6 separate regions of the Sus scrofa genome follow, and regions 1, 2, 3, 4 and 6 are each linked to region 5. A link is a contact called in public HiChIP or PLAC-seq and promoter capture Hi-C data. All regions are on one chromosome and are shown on one strand. Each heading gives the region's core, a stretch centred on a gene start, on an enhancer-like site or on the middle of the called end of the contact. The rest is flanking DNA. Distances are from core to core; before and after follow the strand shown.

What was found. Promoter capture Hi-C pulls out the DNA fragments that hold promoters and counts their contacts. HiChIP or PLAC-seq counts read pairs in DNA pulled down with a chosen protein or histone mark.
Region 1: a promoter capture Hi-C map of fetal skeletal muscle shows a contact between it and region 5, with 9 times the contacts expected there. The contact joins the promoter of EHMT2 here to the promoter of LY6G5C in region 5. A contact is called at or near these places in 1 of 5 promoter capture datasets (fetal skeletal muscle), 2 of 47 Hi-C or Micro-C datasets (epiblast stem cells and liver) and 2 of 2 datasets of contacts at active chromatin or transcription factors (alveolar macrophages and skeletal muscle).
Region 2: a contact with region 5 is called in an H3K27ac HiChIP or PLAC-seq map of skeletal muscle. The contact joins the promoter of HSP70.2 here to the promoter of LY6G5C in region 5. A contact is called at or near these places in 6 of 47 Hi-C or Micro-C datasets (embryonic fibroblasts, fetal liver, fibroblasts and 3 more) and 2 of 2 datasets of contacts at active chromatin or transcription factors (alveolar macrophages and skeletal muscle).
Region 3: an H3K27ac HiChIP or PLAC-seq map of alveolar macrophages shows a contact between it and region 5. The contact joins the promoter of SKIV2L here to the promoter of LY6G5C in region 5. A contact is called at or near these places in 3 of 5 promoter capture datasets (fetal liver and liver), 13 of 47 Hi-C or Micro-C datasets (alveolar macrophages, embryonic fibroblasts, epiblast stem cells and 9 more) and 1 of 2 datasets of contacts at active chromatin or transcription factors (alveolar macrophages).
Region 4: an H3K27ac HiChIP or PLAC-seq map of alveolar macrophages shows a contact between it and region 5. The contact joins the promoter of C2 here to the promoter of LY6G5C in region 5. A contact is called at or near these places in 1 of 47 Hi-C or Micro-C datasets (embryonic fibroblasts) and 1 of 2 datasets of contacts at active chromatin or transcription factors (alveolar macrophages).
Region 6: a contact with region 5 is called in a promoter capture Hi-C map of liver, with 8 times the contacts expected there. The contact joins the promoter of NEU1 here to the promoter of LY6G5C in region 5. A contact is called at or near these places in 5 of 5 promoter capture datasets (fetal liver, fetal skeletal muscle, liver and 1 more), 19 of 47 Hi-C or Micro-C datasets (alveolar macrophages, embryonic fibroblasts, epiblast stem cells and 11 more) and 2 of 2 datasets of contacts at active chromatin or transcription factors (alveolar macrophages and skeletal muscle).

What each region holds. Positions count from the first base shown.
Region 1 is chr7:23,991,017-23,994,287 of Sscrofa11.1, forward strand. EHMT2 (euchromatic histone lysine methyltransferase 2) reads right to left here and starts at 1,657. Exons shown (of 29, transcript NM_001101823.1): 1 at 1,609-1,657; 2 at 896-962; 3 at 582-800; 4 at 230-486. The coding sequence starts at 1,650. It also overlaps a transcript of ZBTB12 not described here.
Region 2 is chr7:23,923,988-23,927,209 of Sscrofa11.1, forward strand. It overlaps HSP70.2 (heat shock protein 70.2), which reads left to right and starts at 1,942. Exons shown (of 1, transcript NM_213766.1): 1 at 1,942-3,222. The coding sequence starts at 1,942. It also overlaps a transcript of HSPA1L not described here.
Region 3 is chr7:24,045,661-24,048,968 of Sscrofa11.1, forward strand. SKIV2L (Ski2 like RNA helicase) reads left to right here and starts at 1,356. Exons shown (of 28, transcript NM_001101817.1): 1 at 1,356-1,468; 2 at 1,547-1,650; 3 at 2,334-2,443; 4 at 2,537-2,654; 5 at 2,783-2,897; 6 at 3,003-3,077. The coding sequence starts at 1,447. NELFE (negative elongation factor complex member E) reads right to left here and starts at 1,241. Exons shown (of 11, transcript NM_001101825.1): 1 at 1,165-1,241; 2 at 643-725. The coding sequence starts at 717.
Region 4 is chr7:24,018,357-24,021,947 of Sscrofa11.1, forward strand. It overlaps C2 (complement C2), which reads left to right and starts at 2,234. Exons shown (of 18, transcript NM_001101815.1): 1 at 2,234-2,315; 2 at 2,445-2,654; 3 at 3,228-3,413. The coding sequence starts at 2,270.
Region 5 is chr7:23,794,451-23,797,980 of Sscrofa11.1, forward strand. LY6G5C (lymphocyte antigen 6 complex locus protein G5c) reads right to left here and starts at 1,517. Exons shown (of 3, transcript XM_003128309.4): 1 at 1,188-1,517. The coding sequence starts at 1,284.
Region 6 is chr7:23,957,026-23,960,598 of Sscrofa11.1, forward strand. It overlaps NEU1 (neuraminidase 1), which reads right to left and starts at 1,634. Exons shown (of 6, transcript NM_001101822.1): 1 at 1,333-1,634; 2 at 727-919. The coding sequence starts at 1,494. It overlaps SLC44A4 (solute carrier family 44 member 4), which reads right to left. Exons shown (of 21, transcript NM_001101818.1): 18 at 3,474-3,544; 19 at 3,277-3,371; 20 at 3,118-3,202; 21 at 1,910-2,154. The coding sequence ends at 2,033.

The DNA of each region.
Region 1 (3,271 bases), core at 407-2,906, 200 kb after region 5:
TACACCCGCCCTCCAGAATGTAAACCTGGGGAAGACAGAAACCTGTCTGTCTGTTCACATATGAAGCCTTAGTCCAGAATTTGACACACAGTAGCCTCTTGGTAAACATGTGAAGCCGTGATTGGATAAGAAAAGGTCTGAAGCCAAACTGAAAATGCAGCTCACAGGGGCCTTATATTGATTATCTTGTCTCTCCCACCCCATCCCCACCCCTCCTCCTAAGCCTCACCTGTCCGTTTCCGGGTTTAGACATGGTCTTCCTGGCTCGATGGACCTTGGGCTGCCCCTCTGGGCTGGCTGTGGCTGGAGGGGGTTCAGGTATTGCTGCTGCTGCTGCCCCCTGGGCCCCCGGCATACTCAGCAGCCTCATAGCCAAACTCTGGACTGATGGGGGTGATTTTCCAGCCCCAGTCATTGACATTTTGGCTCGGCTGGGACAGGCACCCCCCTTGCTAGGGGAAGACGGGAATGACTTTGTGGCATGGCCTGGAAGACAGACAGGCAGGCAGGAAGCAAGATAAGAGGGAAGGCAGAACCTGAGAATACCTCACCTCACCCCCCTAGACTCCCTGGCCTCTCACCCAGCAGGATGCGTCCCCCATGGAGGTCCCCATCTCCCTCGAGATTCTCGGGTTCATCCCCAATGAGAGGTGTGGCCCCTATAGGAGTGTCAGCTCCCTCATCGCCGACGGTGACTGTGACAGAGGCTGGGGATGAGGGGCCAGCAGGTTCCAGGGAGTCAGGGTTGGCCTTGGGGAGGGCCTCCTCACTACGAGGGGTGTCCCCCAAAGAGCCATGAACTGTAAAGGAAAAAAAAAGTTCGGGCCAAGGGCTCAGGAGATCCCGTGTTGGGGGAGGTGAAAGTCTTAACTGGGCCCGTTTCTGCCGTACTCACCTCTCTCGGTAGCTCCTCTGGGCTCCTTCTCCAGCACCAGCGCCCCCATCTCAGCGGGGGCCTCCCCCTGGGAGGGGACACAAGGGATAGGAGGACTGGTCAGTCCGGTAGGAAGTTGGGGCGCCCAGGACGCTTGAGCCCTGGGAAGAGAGAGTAGGCTCCGGGGCCTACCTCTTCCTCTATGGGGGCCCCCCCTTCCGCGGCTTCGGCTGCCCGGAGGGGCCGCACGACCCCTCCCCCGGGCCCTCAGCAGCCCCCTCCCTCTGGGTAGACCCCGCATCTCAGGGGCCGAGAAGAGAGGAGGGGGAGGGGGCGGGGCCTCCGCGCCCCGGCCCCGCCCCCTCCTCCCGGCTGCACGCGCCGCTCCCCCTTTGTCCCCCAGGCCGCGGGGACCCCGGGCACCAACCCCTCCTGCGCCCGCTGCCCCCCAGCCCGGTGGACGGCCCCTCGTGCCCCTCGCGCGTGTTCCCGGGGCCCCGGCGCCCGCCGCCCACTCGGGGGCAGCCGGCGGCTGCATGCGCGCCTCCGTGCCCACTCCCCCCACCTCCCACCCCCTGGTCCCCTCATCCGCCCCCGGTGCTGGCCCTCCGGATTGCTGCAAGTCCCGCCCGGGCCCCCCGGCCCCGTTGCACCCCCGGAGCATTGCACGGGCGCGCGCTTCCCCCGGGCGCGCGCGCGGGCATGCACCCGCCTCTCCCCCTCCCCTTCCGCACCTCGGCGGCCGCCGCCGCTGCAGCTCCCGCCGCCGCCGCCATCGCCGCTTGCGCGGGGGGCCGAGCCGGCGCGCGGCCGCCCCGGGTCACGTGGGCGGGGGAGGGAGGGCTAGGAGGAGCCTTAAAGGAGCCACTACGCGCTTTCTGGCCATTCTCCCCGGAGAGCGGCCTCTGAAATGGCAGTGGCTGACCTAAGCTGGGGGCTGCCGGGGAAAATTCCTGCCATTCCTGGCCTCGGCTCAGCGGGGAACCGAAGGCGAGGCACGCCTAGGTCCAGGTGTGGCTTCTCCATCCCCGACCTGGTTTTAGGTAACAGAGCATCTGAGTCTCCCGGCTCCTGGCAGTGGCTGTATTTCCAATCCCACCCGCGTGTGCTTTTCCCGCTTCTGGTTGCTTTCTAGTTTCTAGGTCACTAGATAGAAGGCTCGGCCTCAATTTTGGCCTCGCTTCTCTAACAAGCAAGAAGGGGGCGATGGGGACACGCGAAGGACACCTGAAGGTCTCCTCTTGGCTGGTTCTAGCATACTGCTTTAATGTCCCCTGGAGCAGCGACCCCCTCTTGAAAACCTGGGGCTAAATGTCTCCTCTGTTTATGCCAGACATGTTAGGCCACCACATGCACTAGGGATTCAGGTAAGCCTCCAGAGTTGCGGGAGTCATTGCCGTCTGTTTAACAAGCATATCCAGGCAGGTATTGCGTGGGTCATAGCCCAGTCAACAGTACTAAGACATACAACTTTGATGGGTCTATTTGGGGTACCATCTCTTTAGATACTACATTATGGTCAAATTTTGGAAAATATCTGTATTTCACATGCAGTATTTGACTCAGGTAGGTGGTTGGGACATAGGGCACCTGAGGCCAATACAAGGCCTTCTGGGAGCTGTAGTCCTCTTTGGTTAAGAACTATTCCAGAGCTTTCTGGGAATTGTAGTCTTCTCCACACCCTAATCCAGTGATTTTTTTTTTGCCTTCCAGGCGACACGAAACTTTTTCCCAGACCCAAGATGCCCAAACTTAGGCTCCTGCTTACAATTTTGGCTGGGCACAGCGATCACACCTAGCGCCCCTCCCTAGCCCTGGTACCAGACTCAACTAGAGGGGCAGGTCAAGTGTTGACACCTCTGCCAAACAATCATGGAACCTTTGTGACATGAGGTATCCAGCAGGTGTTGAGGATGCAGAACTGGGGGTGTGGGTCCCTGGCTGGAGAATCCCACTTGTTACACTCCCCCTTCCCTTGTCAAGGTAGCTTCAGGCATGAGACCTGGATGAGTTGTGACCTCCAGGTACTTAGCAAATGGCATCAGAGTGTGAGGCGGTCTAGGGTCGGAGAGTCATTTACACACAGTTGCCAGACAGAGTATAAGAAAAAAAAAAGTTTTTTGTTTTTTTTTTATTTTGTGGAAAACAAAATCAGAAAAACTAAAACCCCAAACTCCAGAAAAAATCCTAAAAAATACGTTTTTTCTTAAAAAATACTGTATAAGTCTCTACTCCTCTCCCTCCCCCCAAACAGCCCTTCTCATGTCCTCTCATCTAAGTGCCCTACCCCCCACCCCCACCACTATTCATAGTTCTTGCTATTGTACCCCACTTCCCAATATCTACCCAGGATGCTCACCCCCATATTCTCTTACCTGCCACCTTATTTTGTTCGCC
Region 2 (3,222 bases), core at 692-3,191, 130 kb after region 5:
GAATGTAAAAAAAGTTATCACTTACCTGCACGCACAAAGGTTTGTTAAAGCAATCTTTTTGCAACGCCAGTTTAGATTAGCCTGAGCAAATTGTAGAATTGTAGAATGAACAACTGAATACCCTTGAATCCCAGGAAGATGTGTTTTGGTGGACGTGTGTGTGTGTGTGTGTGTGTGTGTGATGCCAATTGAGCAAAAGTGTTCAAAAGCAAGAATTTTTCATCAAAAATTGCCTCTTCCTACATGTGATCTTGGATTTCTTGTACTAAAGACATTTGGGAACAGCAATGAGTCTCTTGGGGGGGGGGGCTGTGAACCCTATACTATTGCTTTAATGTCTCTCATATTTTCGTTTTAAGCGCCTTGCATTGTCCACAAAGGATGAAAATACAAAGGCCAAAATAAATTACCAAAAGTGCCTGCATTTAAAACAGGAGGGAAAGTAACACGCAGACAGTTGAAATCTAGGAGTAAAAAACAGTGTGGCTAAATTGAGTGCAGGGTAAATAACCTAAAGTTTTAGAGGAGCTAGAACCTGGGTCCAGAGAATTCCTCCTGCTTTAGAGCATCAGGCCCAACAGTTAGCTTAAAATGGGCCACGTGCCAACCAGATAAAACGTTTGAAGCTGTTAAAGAGAAAGGACCATTGCCCCCCCTCCCCCACAGGCTCACCACATCCATTTATTCAAAAGCAGTGGACAGTTTACCCCGTTCGCAAGCGACACAGTAGAAGTACGAACTACCTATCATCTGTGGCTGAACTACTAATTAAAGAAGACATCAAGAAGGTGAGGGGGGTGGGGGTCCCCGGACCACAGGCTGGGAAAAATGAGGAACTGGGAGAAGCCCAAAAGGCTTAAAGACAGCAGATTTTCTACGGAATTTTTTCCTCTTCTTCGAGCCCCAGTCCAGCCCCAGGCGAAAGGGAGCGGCTCTGGGCGGGGATAGGGGCGCGGTGGGTCCAGCCCCGCCTTTCCCTCCCCACGCCCTTGACCGAGCACGTCCCTTCTAAGGCGCTGGGAACCTTCTCCCATTTAAGAACCTTCTATTGGCCTGATTGCTTTCCTTTTGAAAACTGAAATTTCCCCATCCCCAGATATTCCATCAGTGTAAGGCTTACGATGACACCAAAAACCATACTGCAGGATCTCTTTTCTTGTCCTCATTTTAAAAACAAGATGGGAAAAACCCAGGGACGGTGAAGGCAGTTCTCAGGCAGCCCAGACAGGCAGTCCCGCCCCTCCGCTCCTTCCATCAGCATCAGGCTCCAATTAGGCTCTTTGACCCCCAGAAACTTGGGAACTTTGTTTTGGTTGTCCCCAAATCCTGTAGCCCTTAATCCTACTTTTAAACAGACAAACTAATTTGAGCCCTACATGCCTCTCACCGCCCCATTACAAGCGTAATGCTGATCCTTCCGGTCAATTTCCACCTACTCCAATGCCGGCTCCCAGGGAAGAGGAAGGAAAAAAAAACAACAAGGGTGCCAGTGCAAACAGCGAACCTCCACAGCATCTCTTCCCCCCTCCCTTGAGGACTCCGGTTTCCTCCCGCGAATCCCAGAAGAGTCTGGAGAGTTCTGGGAGGGGCGGCAGCCAGGGCGCTGATTGGCCCCAGAAAGCCAGGGGGCAGGACGCGAGGCGAAACCTCTGGAATATTCCCGACCTGGCAGCCCCGCCGAGCTCGGGGATTGGCTGAGGAGGGAAAAGGCGGGGCTTGAGGAAAAAAATATAAACACAGAGCCGCCCCCAGGGAAACAGCGAGCCCGGGAAGAGCTGCTAAGACTTCCTCTGCGGTCTGTGAGCGCAGCCTTGGCAGATCCGTTGCCTCCGAGGACCACCGCGGGCAGAAGCGGCGCGTTCGGTTTCCGGTTTCAGAGCTCTCGTCTGGGATCCCGGTTTCGAGTCTAGAGGCTGTTTGCGGAGAGAGCAGGCCAGCGACATGGCGAAGAGCGTGGCCATCGGCATCGACCTGGGCACCACGTACTCGTGCGTGGGGGTGTTCCAGCACGGCAAGGTGGAGATCATCGCCAACGACCAGGGCAACCGCACCACCCCCAGCTACGTGGCCTTCACGGACACCGAGCGGCTGATCGGCGATGCGGCCAAGAACCAGGTGGCGCTGAACCCGCAGAACACGGTGTTTGACGCGAAGCGGCTGATCGGGCGCAAGTTCGGCGACCCGGTGGTGCAGGCGGACATGAAGCACTGGCCCTTCCGGGTGATCAACGACGGGGACAAGCCCAAGGTGCAGGTGAGCTACAAGGGCGAGACCAAGGCGTTCTACCCGGAGGAGATCTCGTCGATGGTGCTGACCAAGATGAAGGAGATCGCCGAGGCGTACCTGGGCCACCCGGTGAGCAACGCGGTGATCACGGTGCCGGCCTACTTCAACGACTCGCAGCGGCAGGCCACCAAGGATGCGGGGGTGATCGCGGGGCTGAACGTGCTGCGGATCATCAACGAGCCCACGGCGGCGGCCATCGCCTACGGCCTGGACAGGACGGGCAAGGGGGAGCGCAACGTGCTGATCTTCGACCTGGGCGGGGGCACGTTCGACGTGTCCATCCTGACGATCGACGACGGCATCTTCGAGGTGAAGGCCACGGCGGGGGACACGCACCTGGGCGGCGAGGACTTCGACAACAGGCTGGTGAACCACTTCGTGGAGGAGTTCAAGAGGAAGCACAAGAAGGACATCAGCCAGAACAAGCGGGCGGTGAGGCGGCTGCGCACGGCCTGCGAGCGGGCCAAGAGGACCCTGTCGTCCAGCACGCAGGCCAGCCTGGAGATCGACTCCCTGTTCGAGGGCATCGACTTCTACACGTCCATCACCCGGGCGCGCTTCGAGGAGCTGTGCTCGGACCTGTTCCGCAGCACCCTGGAGCCGGTGGAGAAGGCTCTGCGCGACGCGAAGCTGGACAAGGCCCAGATCCACGACCTGGTGCTGGTGGGGGGCTCGACGCGCATCCCCAAGGTGCAGAAGCTGCTGCAGGACTTCTTCAACGGGCGCGACCTCAACAAGAGCATCAACCCGGACGAGGCGGTGGCGTATGGGGCGGCGGTGCAGGCGGCCATCCTGATGGGCGACAAGTCGGAGAACGTGCAGGACCTGCTGCTGCTGGACGTGGCCCCGCTGTCGCTGGGGCTGGAGACGGCCGGCGGCGTGATGACGGCGCTGATCAAGCGCAACTCCACCATCCCCACCAAGCAGACGCAGATC
Region 3 (3,308 bases), core at 106-2,605, 250 kb after region 5:
ACAATGTGAAACCACTGGCTTTTGAGAAAAAGAAGGACAGTGTTTTCTGTTTTCAAAGCACCATTTTAATAGAAGTAAAAAAGTCTGTCGAAAAAAGAAACTTGCTGAGAGACGATTACAACAGTCTAGGTGAGCATCAGCAAAGGCCTGACTGCGAGAATACACAGGAAGGAGTAAACAGAAGAAGTTACTTCAAAGGAGGAATCAAGACGACTCGGCAAACATTTGGCTACGCAAATAAGACAGAGACGAGATCTGGATTCCAAACAGCGGGAGAAGTGAATGGAGTCAGTCCTATTTGGAAGACCAAGATTAGAATAGGTAAGACCAGAGCGGCAATATATGAAGGTTATTGGCAAGATACAGATGGAACTAAAAAAAACCAAGCCTGGGATCACCAGTTCTTAGGTGGTACTAAAAGCCGGAGGAAAGGAAGACACCTCCATGGCAGACTATACAGAAAAGAGAGAAAAGCAAGTATCCACCTTGAGAAAGTCCACCCATGAAGGGACACTGAGAGGTGCCATGTCTCTAGGTATGAGCTAGAAGAACCCCCACCCCCCCATCCCCTCACACTCACCCCAGGTGTTCTCAGTGTAGAGTCTTTGAAAGTTTGGGCCATGCCCACACACACTCCCTCACCTTTTTCTTGAGTTTGTTGAATTTCTTCTGCAGAGCCTCCTCCTCCTCGCTCAGTCCGGGGGGTATCACCAACATGGTGGCTCCTGGTTCAGGGGCAGGGCCCAAGACATCTTTCTCCACTGTCACCGCCCAGGGGTCACACGCCGTCCACACTGCACCCAATCCCACCCCTCCAGGCCTGCCTACTCCTGTCTTTTGCCTCTCCCTACCCCTTGCTTAAACCAGCTGCCGTCCAAGCCCCCGCTCGTCGGGATCAACCAGCATTCCCTTCTCTCTCCGGGAATCACGGATACCAGCGCCTTGGGGCACCACGTAGCCCAGGAAGGGAGAAACACCCCCTCCGTCGCGAAGACGATGGCACCAGACCCCCCCTACCTCGCTGGGGTTAGTATGGCATTCGCAGGGTCCGAAAAGCAGAGGAGGCAGTGGAACCCGCGCAGCGCTCTCAGAGCAACGAACAGGGCAAGAAGAGAGAAGGAGCTCGGAAAAAAGGGGCGAAGGGTGAGACGGAGAAGGCCTTACCTGAGGGGGCGGCAACCGGAGCCCCACGGTCTCGGGCGGCGCCCGCGCGGGCAGCGGATCGCTGGCTCGGAGCGATGACGTAGCGAGGGGCGGAGACCGCGGTAACCAAGGCGGCTCGCGGCGCGCACACTTCCGTCCGGCCTCCCACCAGCTTGGGTTCCGCCCCTCGGTAGTGCTCGTCCCCGCCCCCAGCGGGGTGTGTTCCGGAAGTCGCCGCTAGTTCCGCGGGTTTCGGCTCCTCCCTACACTTCCGGGCTGCCCGGCAGCTACCGTGGCTCCAGGATGATGGAGACGGAGCGACTCGGTGAGGGGGCAGAAGGTGGGAAGGAGGAGGAGACAGGGAATGACCCTTGACCCCTGACCTGTGATTTTCCTCCCATAGTGCTGCCTACCCCAGATCCCCTGGATCTGCCCCTCCGCGCCTTGGAGCTAGGATGTACCGGGCGCTGGGAGCTGCTGAATGTGCCTGGGGCTCCAGAGAGCACCGTGAGTGACTTTTAGCTCTAACCTAACCTTGACCCTTATTAATAGGGCTTAAAACCCCTTTCAGCCTTCTCACAGTAGGGTCTAACCTGACCTGGCTCACCTGTCTCTGGACACCTGTCATCCCAGCTTTGGACTGGTGCGGGATGGATCCCAACCCAGTCGACCTGCAGTGCGTCAGAGCCCATGAGAAGACAGAGCAGGGAGCCCTGGGGATAACTTTAGCTCTGAGAACTGCTCTTTCCAGTGGGTCTTTTCTCCCTGGCATCTTCTTCTGTCTCCAAGCACCAGGGCACTTGTTGGTGGCTGATAGGTCAGCCCTTGAGCACCTTCGGTTTTTCATCCTTAGGTCTGGGGCTCCTTTTCCTAAAACTAGTGATTATCAGAATCTGTGTGCCTCATGATTAGAGGGGGAGCTTTCCTAAATTAGAAATTCTTAGGTCCATCTCCAGAAATTCTTTAATCCAAAATCTATATTATTAAACAGCTCTCCAGATAATTCAGTTGCAGGTCAGTTTTTCCTATAAAGTAGGACAACCTTTGGAAACTATTGCTTCAGCCTAATTGTCCTAGCCTGTATGGGACACCTACCATTTCTGATCTAAACATGAAGCCCGTCACCATCTCTTTTGTCTGTGTCTTACTCTCTTTCCTTGCCTCATGCCTCTCGTCTTGCCCTGTTCCAGCTTCCCCACGGCCTCCCACCCTGTGCCCCAGATCTGCAGCAAGAAGCAGAACAGTTGTTTCTGTCCTCTCCAGCCTGGCTGCCTCTGCATGGTGTGGAGCACTCAGCCCGGTGAGGAGTCTAGAGGGGCCTGGACTAGGGGAAATGGGTTCCTGAAGGAAGTTGAGACAGAGGAGAAAGAGCTGAAAATTTCTTTCTGTCCAGAAAATGGCAGAGGAAGATGGATCCCTGGTCTCTCCTGGCCGCACTGGGGGCCCCAGTCCCCTCCGACCTGCAGGCCCAAAGACACCCAACCACAGGCCAGATACTAGGCTACAAGGAGGTAAGAGGTCAGGGGCCACAAGAAGCAGAGTTGGGAAGTGGGGGGGGTGGGGTGGGGGGGTGGCGGCCGGAGCGGGGGGTTGTCAGAGGCCAACTCAGCCTCACTGGCGCTCTGATCTCTTGCCTCAGGTCCTGCTAGAGAATACAAACCTGTCGGCCACAACCTCCTTATCTCTTCGCCGGCCACCAGGGCCCGCCTCCCAGTCCCTGTGGGGGAATCCAACACAGTACCCTTTTTGGCCAGGTGATGCTTGTGGAAATGGGATGGTCGGGGAGAGGGAGCCCTTATTCTCCACCCCCCTGAGTCATGGCCACCCCATGAATCCCTGTTTCTCCAACCTCTCCCCAGGTGGGATGGATGAGCCTAGCATCACAGATCTGAGTACTCGGGAGGAGGCAGAGGAGGAGATAGACTTCGAGAAAGGTGAGGTGGTGCCAGGATGGGCCCTTTTGAGGGAGGGCTCTGAGCCCAGGCCCCGAGGAGGAAGGGCCCAGGCCTCTCACTGGGTCCTTGCTGGCTTTCTTATTTCTTTGAGCAAATTAGAAGGAACCCTGCTGTCAACTGTTGGAAAAGTGTCATGACAAATATCCCCAACTACAGCATCTACACTGTGAATGATGTCCTTTAGGTTTATATAGTGACTTGTTCAGCAGC
Region 4 (3,591 bases), core at 984-3,483, 220 kb after region 5:
TCTTGGTTACCATAATGGTTTGCAAAATATGGCCATAAATCTCTCCTATGCTGGGATGCCTGCCTCTTTGCAATTTGACTTTGCCACTCCTCCCATTAAGAAGTAAAATTTCCCGCACCCTTAAATCTAGACTGGCCTTGTGATTTCCCTTGACCAGTAATGACATCAAGTGACTTCTGAGGATAGGCCTTAAGACACCTTGCAGCGGATGCTTTGTATCTCTTAGAATGCTGTTCTGAGGCTGCCATACTATGAGGGGCCACGGGTGATAGATCACCGGCCCACTGTTCCCACTGAACTGAGCCCTCTGCTGACTGCAGCTGTGTGTGAGCCGAAGCTAGAACCACCTGGCTAACCCACAGAATCATGAGAAAGAATAAATCATTTTTTTTAAGCCCTCATATTTGGGGTGGTATTTTTTTTCTTACAGTAGTGGTAATTCGGTACATTAAAACAACAAAGGGGAGTTCCCGCGGTGGCTCAGTAGGTTACATGGTGAACCCAACTAGTATCCATGTGGATGCAGGTTCAACCCCTGGCCTCACTCAGTGGGTTAAGGACCCAGCATTGCCATGAGCTGTAGTGTAGGTGGCAGACAAGGCTCAGATCCCACGTTGCTGTGGCTGTGGGGTAAGCCAGCAGCTACAGCTCCGATTTGACCCCTAGCCTGGGAATTTCCACATGCCGCGGGTGTGGCCCTAAAAAAAAAAAAAAAAAAAAAAAAAAAAAAAAAAGAGTTTTCATAAACTTAAGTATTCACTTCAGATATGTTTCATCTTCACCTTTGATTGATTTTTTTTTTTCTTTTTAGGGCCGCACCCACGGCATATGGAAATTCTCAGGCTGGGGTCTAATTGGAGCTATACTGCTGACCTACACCACAGCCACAGCAACGTGGGCTCCAAGTCACATCTTCGACCTACACCACAATTCACGGCAAGGCCAGAGATGGAAACTGCATTCGCATGGAGTCTAGTGGGATTCATTTCTGCTCTGCCACAACAGGAAGTCCTCTTTGATTGATCTTATTTTCTTGCATCGGCATTGTTGGACAAATATTAAAGAGACCTCTGAGGGATGGGAAGGCTAACCTACTAGCCTGGAGTTTCTTTGCTTCCTTCATTTCATGCAAAATGCAGGCTGTCATTTAAAGGCACATCCCAGATCCAAAAGTACTTTCATGCTTCTGTTAATCAAACATGGGTTTATCTATAAGTAGGGGATTTTTATCTGCTGGACTTTCCGTAAAGATAGTCTCAACATTTTTCCAGTTTCTAAACAAAGCGTTGATTTCATTTTTATCCCTAGATGCTCTCTGGCGAAGGGGTGGAGGGAAGAAAAAGATGGTGAATCCTAAAAAAAAAAGGTGGTGAATCCTCGTAGGTAGCAAGAACTTCACATTAGCAGAGCCTCCTTCCCTTTGCCCGCTTGCATCTCTCACAAGTGTCCTTTCCTAATAAATCTATTTCTTGCCTATCAAAAAAAAAAAGAATTTCAAAGAAAATTATGATTATTATTGTTATTGGTTTTTAGGGCTGTACTCACAGCATACGGAGGTTCCCAGGCTAGGGGGCAAATAGGAGCCACAGCTGTCAGCCTGCGCCACAGCCACAGCAGAACCAGATACAAGCCACAGCAATGCTGGATTCAAACCACGTCCATGACCTACACCCCAGCTCACAGCAACGCTGGACTGTTAACCCACTGAGCGAGGCCAGAGATCGAACCTACGTCCCATGGATACTAGTCAGATTGGTTTCCACTGAACACGATGGGAACTCCTCAAAGAAAATTAATCTTAATCTCTCAGGAGTTTATGTTCAAGAAGACAATACTATCCTAGACTCTGAGGAAGTAAAATTCACATGGTGAAACCAAAAGAAAACTGAAACTTTACTTAAATAAAATGTTTTGCAATATCTTGGATGGTTCGAGGGCTTGTGTGCTTTAGACTATTCCTGCGAGAATGTGTGTGCATGTGTGTCTGTGTGGGGGTGGAGTGGGAGCCGTCCACAGTGTCTGTGATGCCGATCAACTGACTCCGTGGATGTGCTGGGATTACGGAGACAGGGCAAAGTTTCACCCCCTCAGCTCAGTCCCCGATCCGATTATTTTTTCCCGAACCAGAGAACGTTCCCTCTTGCCACTCCCTCGTTTTCTTTCTCTGGCAGCAGATGAAGCAGCTGTGAGCCAGCTCTGGGTTTCGGGAAGTCAGATGACCTTTCCCCCTCGCGGCTCCCTGCTGCTCCCTGTCCCTAAGGTAGACACCATGGACCCACTGATGGTCGTCCTTTGCCTGCTGCCCCTGTACCCAGGTAGGAACAGGGGAGGGGAGGATGCTGGGGTCTCGTGGGTGAGGCTGGTGCCACCCAGACTGAGTTTCCTTTTCTCATCTGTGCCTTCCTTCTTTTCTCCATTTCTGTGTCATGCCCTCGTGCCCACAGGCTTAGCGACAGCCGCTCCCTCCTGCCCTCAGAACGTGAATATCGCAGGGGGCAGTTTCACCCTCAGTAATGGCTGGGCACCTGGGAGTATCCTCACCTACTCCTGCCCCCTGGGCTATTACCCATTCCCGGTGGCATCAAGACTGTGCAACAGCAACGGACAGTGGCAGATCCCGAGAGCCACCCGGTCAACAAAGCCAGTCTGCAAACGTGAGGCTCCCTGCCAGCGGCCACCCCAGGATTTCTATTTAGGAATTGCTTGGGGTGGTGCTTAACCTGACCAGATGGGATGCAAAGCTGCTTTTCCACGGGGATTTTCAAAAGAGTGGGGACCATGTCAACAGCCCATAGCAAGGCGATCAGAGGCAGGCTCTGATAGTGATGGTGGGGTACAAAAGCCAGGATGATATTTTAAAATATTTAACAGTTGACTACACTCCATCCAGAATGGATGCTCAATGGTCCTGGAGCCCCCTGTTGTGCCAGGCGTCGCCCCTCTAGTTACTCGCTCACGGGACATCTGAGGACACCAGGGGAGGTGCTGGGGTGGCCATGGCCCTCAGGGGACTGAGAAAAGCGGTGCTTATCAATCCATTAGGCTGAATTGTGTGAAATTGCCAAAATTCAACCAATTGCCAAATGTAGCAATTTCACAGGCATCAACCTATCATTTTGACAACTAGTTGGCAATTTCCATGCATCCAAGTTGAGTGTCACCCACATGGTATCCAGCCAGGGTGTTATCCATCCGTTCCTGTATTCTCATGCCCCCTTTCCCTCTAGCTGTTCGCTGTCCAGCCCCTGTTTCCTTTGAGAACGGCGTGTACACCCCGCGGCTGGGGTCCCATCCTGTGGGCGGCAACCTGACCTTCGAGTGTGAGGACGGCTTCACGCTGCGGGGCTCGCCCGTGCGGCAGTGTCGCCCCAATGGCATGTGGGATGGGGAGACGGCTGTGTGTGATAACGGCGGTGAGTGCCCTGACAGGTGACTGCATAGCAGCGGGGGTCTCCCGGGAGTCGGATGTGTGCCCGGGGAGCCTCTGTGGGGACAGAGGCCTTGGTATTTCTGGTGCCAAAATCATATTCCTGGGTTTTGGTAAATTGGGGTCTATAAATCATACATTTCCGGCCGGTGGGTATCCTGGCC
Region 5 (3,530 bases), core at 267-2,766:
GGCAGCCTATTCCAAGTTTTGGCAGCCTTGTTAGGACAGTTCTTCCTCTGTGACTTGGTTTCATGGTCCCCCACCCCAGACAGTCTTTTGAATATGCTTTCTTTTCTTTTTTCTTTCATTTTTGGCTGCATCCATGGTATATGGAAGTTCCCAGGCTAGGGATTGACTCTGAACCACAGTTGCAGCAATGCTGGATAATTAACCTACTGTACCATAGTGGGAACTCCTGGAATATGCTTTCTTCATCTGTAATTAGCAGAAGTGAAAACATAAGAGTGCATCAGCACAAGACATGTAGACAGAGACTTCGAGTAGCCCAAAGCCATATTCTTTGAGGGGGTCCCACTGAACAGATTCTTTTTTTTTTTTTTTTTTTTTTTGTCTTTTTGCCTTTTCTAGGGCCGCACCAGCGGCATATGGAGGTTCCCAGGCTAGGGGTCTAATTGGAGCTGTGGCTGCTGGCCTACACCACAGCCACAGCCACAGCCACAGAAACGCTGGATCCGAGCCGCAACCTACACCACAGCTCACGGCAACGCTGGATCCTTAACCCACTGAGCAAAGCCAGGGACCGAATCTGCAACCTCATGGTTCCTAGTTGGATTCGTTGACCACTGAGCCACGACGGGAACTCTTGAACAGATTCATTTTTAATTTTGTTCACCTAAGCCCTTCACAAACACATGCCTGTTCATCTCCCTCCTCCTCCGGTCCCAGGCCCAGACCACTCGTTAACGTGTCCCCAGCAGAACCCTTGGTGTGAGGCTGATGATGAGCCAACACTTTGAATCTTGTTTCTGTGTAGATGGTGATTTGCAGCCAAGCGAGTTATCAGGCTGGATTCATCCTTGTTCTACGCTGGATCCTGGGGCTGTCATCTGGCGTGTTCCCCCAACCCTCCCTCTTCTGTATTGCCCTCGGATTCAAAGAGGTTCTCTTTAATATCTCCACTCAGGTGACTGCTATTAAGTGAGAAAACCCTCCAGTAATCACCTGAAATCTCTCTCAGAGTGAACATCAGCCCGTTATCAGTCCCCAGTCATTATCCCACCAAGCCCACCCACCCCATCTTTCCTCCTGCCTGGTTTACCTGAATGCCCTTGGCACATGTACCCAGACATCTGGTGTCTGTGGGTTTCTCTATCCAGCAGGCTAGGAGATCCTTCTGACCCCTTAGAGACACTTACCAAACACCAAGCTCATCATGACCTGCATTATTAAGAGGGCCAGGGCTTGGTGGAAGCCCATATTCCAGCTACTTGCAGGGCCTGCCATAAAATGCATGACTGCCCACCAGCCTCCAGTTTGGCCTTATATTGATGGAAGAGAAGTTGACCAAGAGGAAAGGGAGAGGCAACATCCTTTTGGGGCGGAATTCAGAGCTAGAACAGCCGGAGGGACAGAGTGTCCTCACCCACAGCCATTCTGGGGCCTAACATCCTGGCATGGGGACAAGGACCCAACAAAAAGAATGAGAAAAGAAACGTATTTCAGGAGTTCCCATCGTGGCAAAAAGAAAGGAAAGAAAGAGGAGTTCCCATCGTGGCGCAGTGGTTAACAAATCCAACTAGGAACCATGAGGTTGCGGGTTCGGTCCCTGCCCTTGCTCAGTGGGTTAAGGATCCGGCGTTGCCATGAGCTGTGGTGTAGTTTGCAGATGCGGCTCGGATCCCGCGTTGCTGTGGCTGTGGTGGTGTAGGCCGGTGGCTACAGCTCCAATTGGACCCCTAGCCTGGGAATCTCCATATGCCGCGGGAGTGGCCCAAAGAAATAGCAAAAAGACAAAAAAAAAAAAACAAAAAAAAAAACAAAAAAAAAAGAAGAAACGCATTTCGTATGAATTTAACAGACATTCATTGAATCACTGCATCAGATGTTGGGGATACAATATTGCACAAAGCCCCTATCGTCACGGAGCACACAGTTTAGTGCAGAAGACAAGTCAACAGACAGTGACGGGAGATGGGGGAGGAGGAAGCACCTGAGCTGTGGCTACTACAAACCAAAAGGATTTCAGCAGAGGAGTAACAGGTTCAGATTTCTGTTTGTAGATTTCTGAGGCCGGGAAACCAGTTAGGAAGCTATTCCCAAGTCCAGTCACAAGATGGCAGCCTGGTCTAACAGAAGAGAGGGAAGTTGAGCGGTGCAGGAATCTGAGCTACGTTTCCCAGGAAGACGGGACAGATTCAGACTGCTTGTGAGGTGAGGGAAGGGAGATAGGCTTTGCGAAAGGGAGTGATTGTGATACCATTTTCCAAAATGGGAAAGATGTGTCAGAAATCCAAAAGCGAGGACACCTGAGTCTCCAGGGACCGTATTAGCCCACTACGCCCTGTGGGTTCTGGGAAGCCAGAGCCTTTCCCTATGCCCCCGCTTTTCCGGGCCCGCCTCAGCTCAGCTGCAGGTCATTGGGTCCGATCTCCGGCGCCCACAGGCTCCGGCGCTGTGCGCTCGCTCTCCACGCCTGGCTGCACTTCAGAGTTTTTGGGAGGACGCGAGGGCGGCCGCCCGCCCAAGCTCAGCTCTTGGCCAGGCACTTGGGAAGAAACCCGGGCGTCCGGCCCCCGCTGCCACCCAGAGCACTGCACGGCTTCCCCGGAAGGTGGCACTATGGCGCCAACGTCCCTCCCAGTCCAGGATTCCGGAGACCTCACAGCAACCAATGAGCTGCCGCGGACGGGCTCCAGGCGCCCCATCCGTTTCTTCCGTCGGGGGCCTGCTGGCCCGACTCGCCTGCCCCGCGGGCGTCTCACCAGGTCAGTCTCCCTCTGGTGAGTGAGACCCACCCAGATTTTTACTTTAAGGGTCAGTAGGTCAGGGGAGGTCCCTGGCTCCCAGGAACGCGCCCCCCACCTGCCCCAGTTTCCGGTCTGGAGGTTTGGGGCGGGGTCTGGCGAGGTTTTCCTGCTAAAGTGCCAGACTCTCCGAGAATCTTTTTTCTGGTCTCGGGGTGCTGCGGTGGAAGATGGCAAGAAACGGACGGAGACACATGCCTAGTAAAACAGACGTGAACGAAGAAATACAGGAGGAAAACGTACGCCACTGCGCACGCCCCGAGAGCCTTGGGATGATAAAATAAGAGAATTATTGGAGAGAAAAGTCAGGGTAATGGAGAACTGGGGAGGAGCACCCGGCACCTACATAAATGTTTGCTGAGTGGGTGACAGAGTGATAGAAGAAAAGAAAAACAGCGGAGGCTGCTCTTGAGGCAAAGAGAGCAAAGAAAAGGCGGAACGGAATTTCACAGCGCTCTCTCTCTCTCTCTCTCTCTCATGTAACCGCCACGAAAAGGCTAAGGGGGTTATGGGTGGCTGAGGCTGGGCCTCCTGGTAGGGATCTCCCTGAGAAGTCTGGGAGGACTTGCAGTGGAGTTACAGCGACAGTGGGCCCAGACGGTAGCAGGAGGAAAGAGGCAAGTGGTTATTTTGGGGCTGCCCTACTTTAGAGGGGGCGTGGCCTTCGGGTCCTTAGTCCCGCCGCCCTTGTTCGTTTCGCTCCTCCCCTGTCCACGCCGCTGGGCGCGGCAGGTG
Region 6 (3,573 bases), core at 384-2,883, 160 kb after region 5:
ACCTGCCTGGGGCATTTTTTCCTCAGGCTCATTTACCTCCTTTAAGTCTTTGCTCAAATGTCCTTTTTTGAAAATTGCAGTCAAACTCTTGACCCTCTCCATACCTCTTGCCCTGTTTTATTTTTATTTTTCTCCATTACACTTAATCACCTTCCAACACAAATATATTACTTATTATGCTTATTGTCTGCCTCCTCCCAATAGAATATAAGCCCTGCAAAGGCGAGGATTTTTGCTCTGTTTTGTTCATAACTGTAGTCACAGAACTTAGAACACTGCCAGGTATATAGTAAGTGCTCAATAAACATTTGGATGAATGTTCAACTCCTTGGAGATCCCAATGTCTGCATTACTGCCCTGGACACCTTCCCTTCTTAGGTTGCCTCTAGTCTTCAGGGACCCAGCAGCTCCAGGGCTCTACGGAAAATCAGGCTCCCCACCCATTCAACATCTTGCCACACAGGCTTTTTTTTTTTTTTTTAGGGCTGCCCCTGCGTGCGGCATATGGAAGTTGCCAGGCTAGGTGTCAAATTGGAGCTGCACCCACCGGCCTTTGCCACAGCAATGAGGGATCCAAGCCAGGTTTGCAACCAACACCACAGATCACAGCACCGTCAGATCCTTGAACCCACTGAGCAAGGCCAGGGACTGAACCCACATCCTCATGGTTACTAGTCGGGTTCATTACTGCTAAGCGGTGGTGGGAACTCCCAGGCATAGTTTTACCCTGGTCCATGGATCTCCGCAGAGCAATGAATTTAGCGCCTTTATCCGATGCTGACATTTTCCTGGCCTCAGCGAAGGCAAGGAGGGTGCCTCGAGGAGTGGTGGTGATGAGTGGGATGCGGAAGGTGTCCACAGAACCGATCTGTTTTCCGCTCACCCACAGCAGTTGCTCCATGGTCACCAGCGGGTGCACCTGTGAAGGGAGGAGTTCCGGTGAACTGAACAAATGTGACTTGGGCTTTAGGGTGAATGAATAGCAACTCAGACGCAGGTTCCCCTGGGAAAGGTAGGGTGGTAGGGACCCCAAGTGGGAGCAGGTTTCCCAGAACAAGGAAGGGGAACCCTGAGGAGAGTTTGTAGCGAAGCTGGAGTCTCTAGGCAGCGTAAGGGACTACGAGGGGAGAAGAAGCCCTCTGGGATAGGGAAACCTCAAAAGGGGAAGGAGCTCGAATGAGGAGCCTCAGAAGGAAAGAGGACGAGGAACCCAGAGAGGGGCAGGGATTGGGAAAGGAGAGGGGGCTTAGCAGCCTGCGTCCCGGGCGTACAACCTGACACAGACCGACCGCCTGCGTGGTTGGGGATGGGGCCATGCGAGGGTTAACTCACCAGACTGAAGTCGTTCTTTGCCCTGGCTCCGACTCCTGCCGGAGACAACAGCAGCAGGAAGATCGAGGCAAATACCTGGGCCCTATAGGCTTCCCCTAATCCCAGCATAGGCGGTCTCCCGGGTCTGCCCAGGGGCACTGCGCCGGGTCGCTCCGCAGTCATCTCTCCCCCGCGGCGGCCGCGACCCTGGCTCCACGATTAGACGCGGGCTTGAGTCGCTCAGTTGACCCCAGCCCTTTAAATGCTCAGATGTCACCCTCAAATCCACAGCAAGTCAGGGCCCCCAGCCGAGCTACCGCGACTTTAATTGGCCCTCGCGTAACTCCTCACGTGACCCTTCAGCACCTCCTCTCTACGTTGTCCAATGGGCCTTCTTTGAAGTCCCGGAGCGCGTGACCCGAACGGGAAGACTATTGGTTTGATTGAAGAAGGGGGCGGGCATAACTCCACAGATGCCTTTTGATTGGCCGTGATACTGGTGGGGGTGTAGGGGCGTCACAGGGGCAGGGCCCCTTTTAAAGAGCCAGGTGGGCGGGGGAGGGCAGCGTGTGGTCTTGGAGGAAATAAAAGTCCCAGAGTTTTTGAGAAAACACAATATCAATCTTTTAATCTTTTTACTACAAAATCGACATCTGGAAGGCGGGAATGAGGCTGGGAGGCTGTACAGGCGGGGTGCTGTTTTGGATCAGGGCTACGTCTCTCACTTCTTCCTCTTCTTGTCTCCCGAGGGCACCTCGTTCTTCTTGCCCAGAATCTTCAGAAGGGCTTTGGACATGTAGTAGGGCCGGTCCAGGGAGCCGTCGTTCCTCTCCAGGTCTTCCACTGAGGCGCGACATAGACCCATAAGAACGGAACGTTGGGGGCTAACCCCATTCCCGGGGGTGGAAATCAAGGACCAAGAGACAGCTGCCTGGTTTCCTGGCTGCATTCCCACCAGCTGTTTTTTGGGGCAATTTTTGTAAACTGCTAAATAGGTTATGTAAATAGGTCATCTGTAGAGTGGAGTCGATAATACTATGTTTCATAGAATGAAAGGGATTAACGGAAAAAAATACATGATACATGTCAGTTTCTTAGCGGAGAGCCTGGTACTTAAGATATCCCAAATGAATGCATACAGTAGGGTGAGAAAATCCTCACTCTCTACAGCCACCTGCTGGGGAGTCTGCTGTGGCTAACTTCATCCCTAGATCTATCTTTCTTTCTCTCTCTCTCTCTCTCTCTCTCTCTCTCTCTCTCTCTCTCTCTCTCTCTCTCTCTTTCTTTCTTTCCTTTCTTTCTTTCTCTCTTCTTTCTCTCTCTTTCTCTTTCTTTCTTTCATTCTCTCTCTCTCTTTCTTTCTCTCTTTCTTCTTTCTTTCTTCCTCCCCCCCCCCGCCCCCGCCACCCCGCATTCGTGGTATACAGAAGGGCTTAGGGCACAGCTTCGCAATGCCGGATCTTTAACCCAATGTACAGGGCCAGGGATGGAACCTGCCCTGCCGCAGAGACAGCACCAGATCCTTAGCTTGCTGTACCACAGCAGGAACTCTCTTCCCTAGATTTTCTGCAGGAAGATGCCAGAGGCCTCTCCCCTGGAATGCTCCTTCTTGGGAGAGCGCAGGAGACTAGGGGCTCACTCCCATACTGCTTCCCAAATACCTGGCCTGAGGATGTTAGTAGAGGCTCCCTCAGGCTCTGGCTTCTATAACTCATGAAATTGCTATTTCGAGAAGCACCAAGTCTCTGAAAAAGCCTGAATGATCTGGTACCTTTAAGTTGGGGAGAGGTGGGGGGTGTTACTCACAGAAACAGAGGAAGAGAGTATCCACACACATGCCGAAAACGCTGAAGAAGCCACTGGCGATGACGTAGGCTCCCATGATGGAGGTCTGGAAGACACAAAGCCCGTTTAGGGTTCCTCTGGAGAGGTGGAGGGTGAGGCAGAGGGGCGAAGGTCACTCACCATGATGGGCAGCCAGTAATAGTTGAGCTGGGGACTCTCAAAGTCTTTACCCAGTCCCTGGATGCGACCGGTGAAAAAAAAGAAGGACAGGACCCCTAGGGGAGAGATCTGGAGGTCAATGTCACTCCTCTAAGGTCACCTCTTAAACTGCCTGGCCACCAGTGTTCTGTCCTTGTAACTCGTGTCTTGGTCCTTACCGACACCTCCAACCACCAGCAATTTCCCAAAGAACAGCAGCAGGTCTGTGACCTTGTCCAGGACGACCACCCTGTATAGGGAGATGGGGTAGGTTGGGGG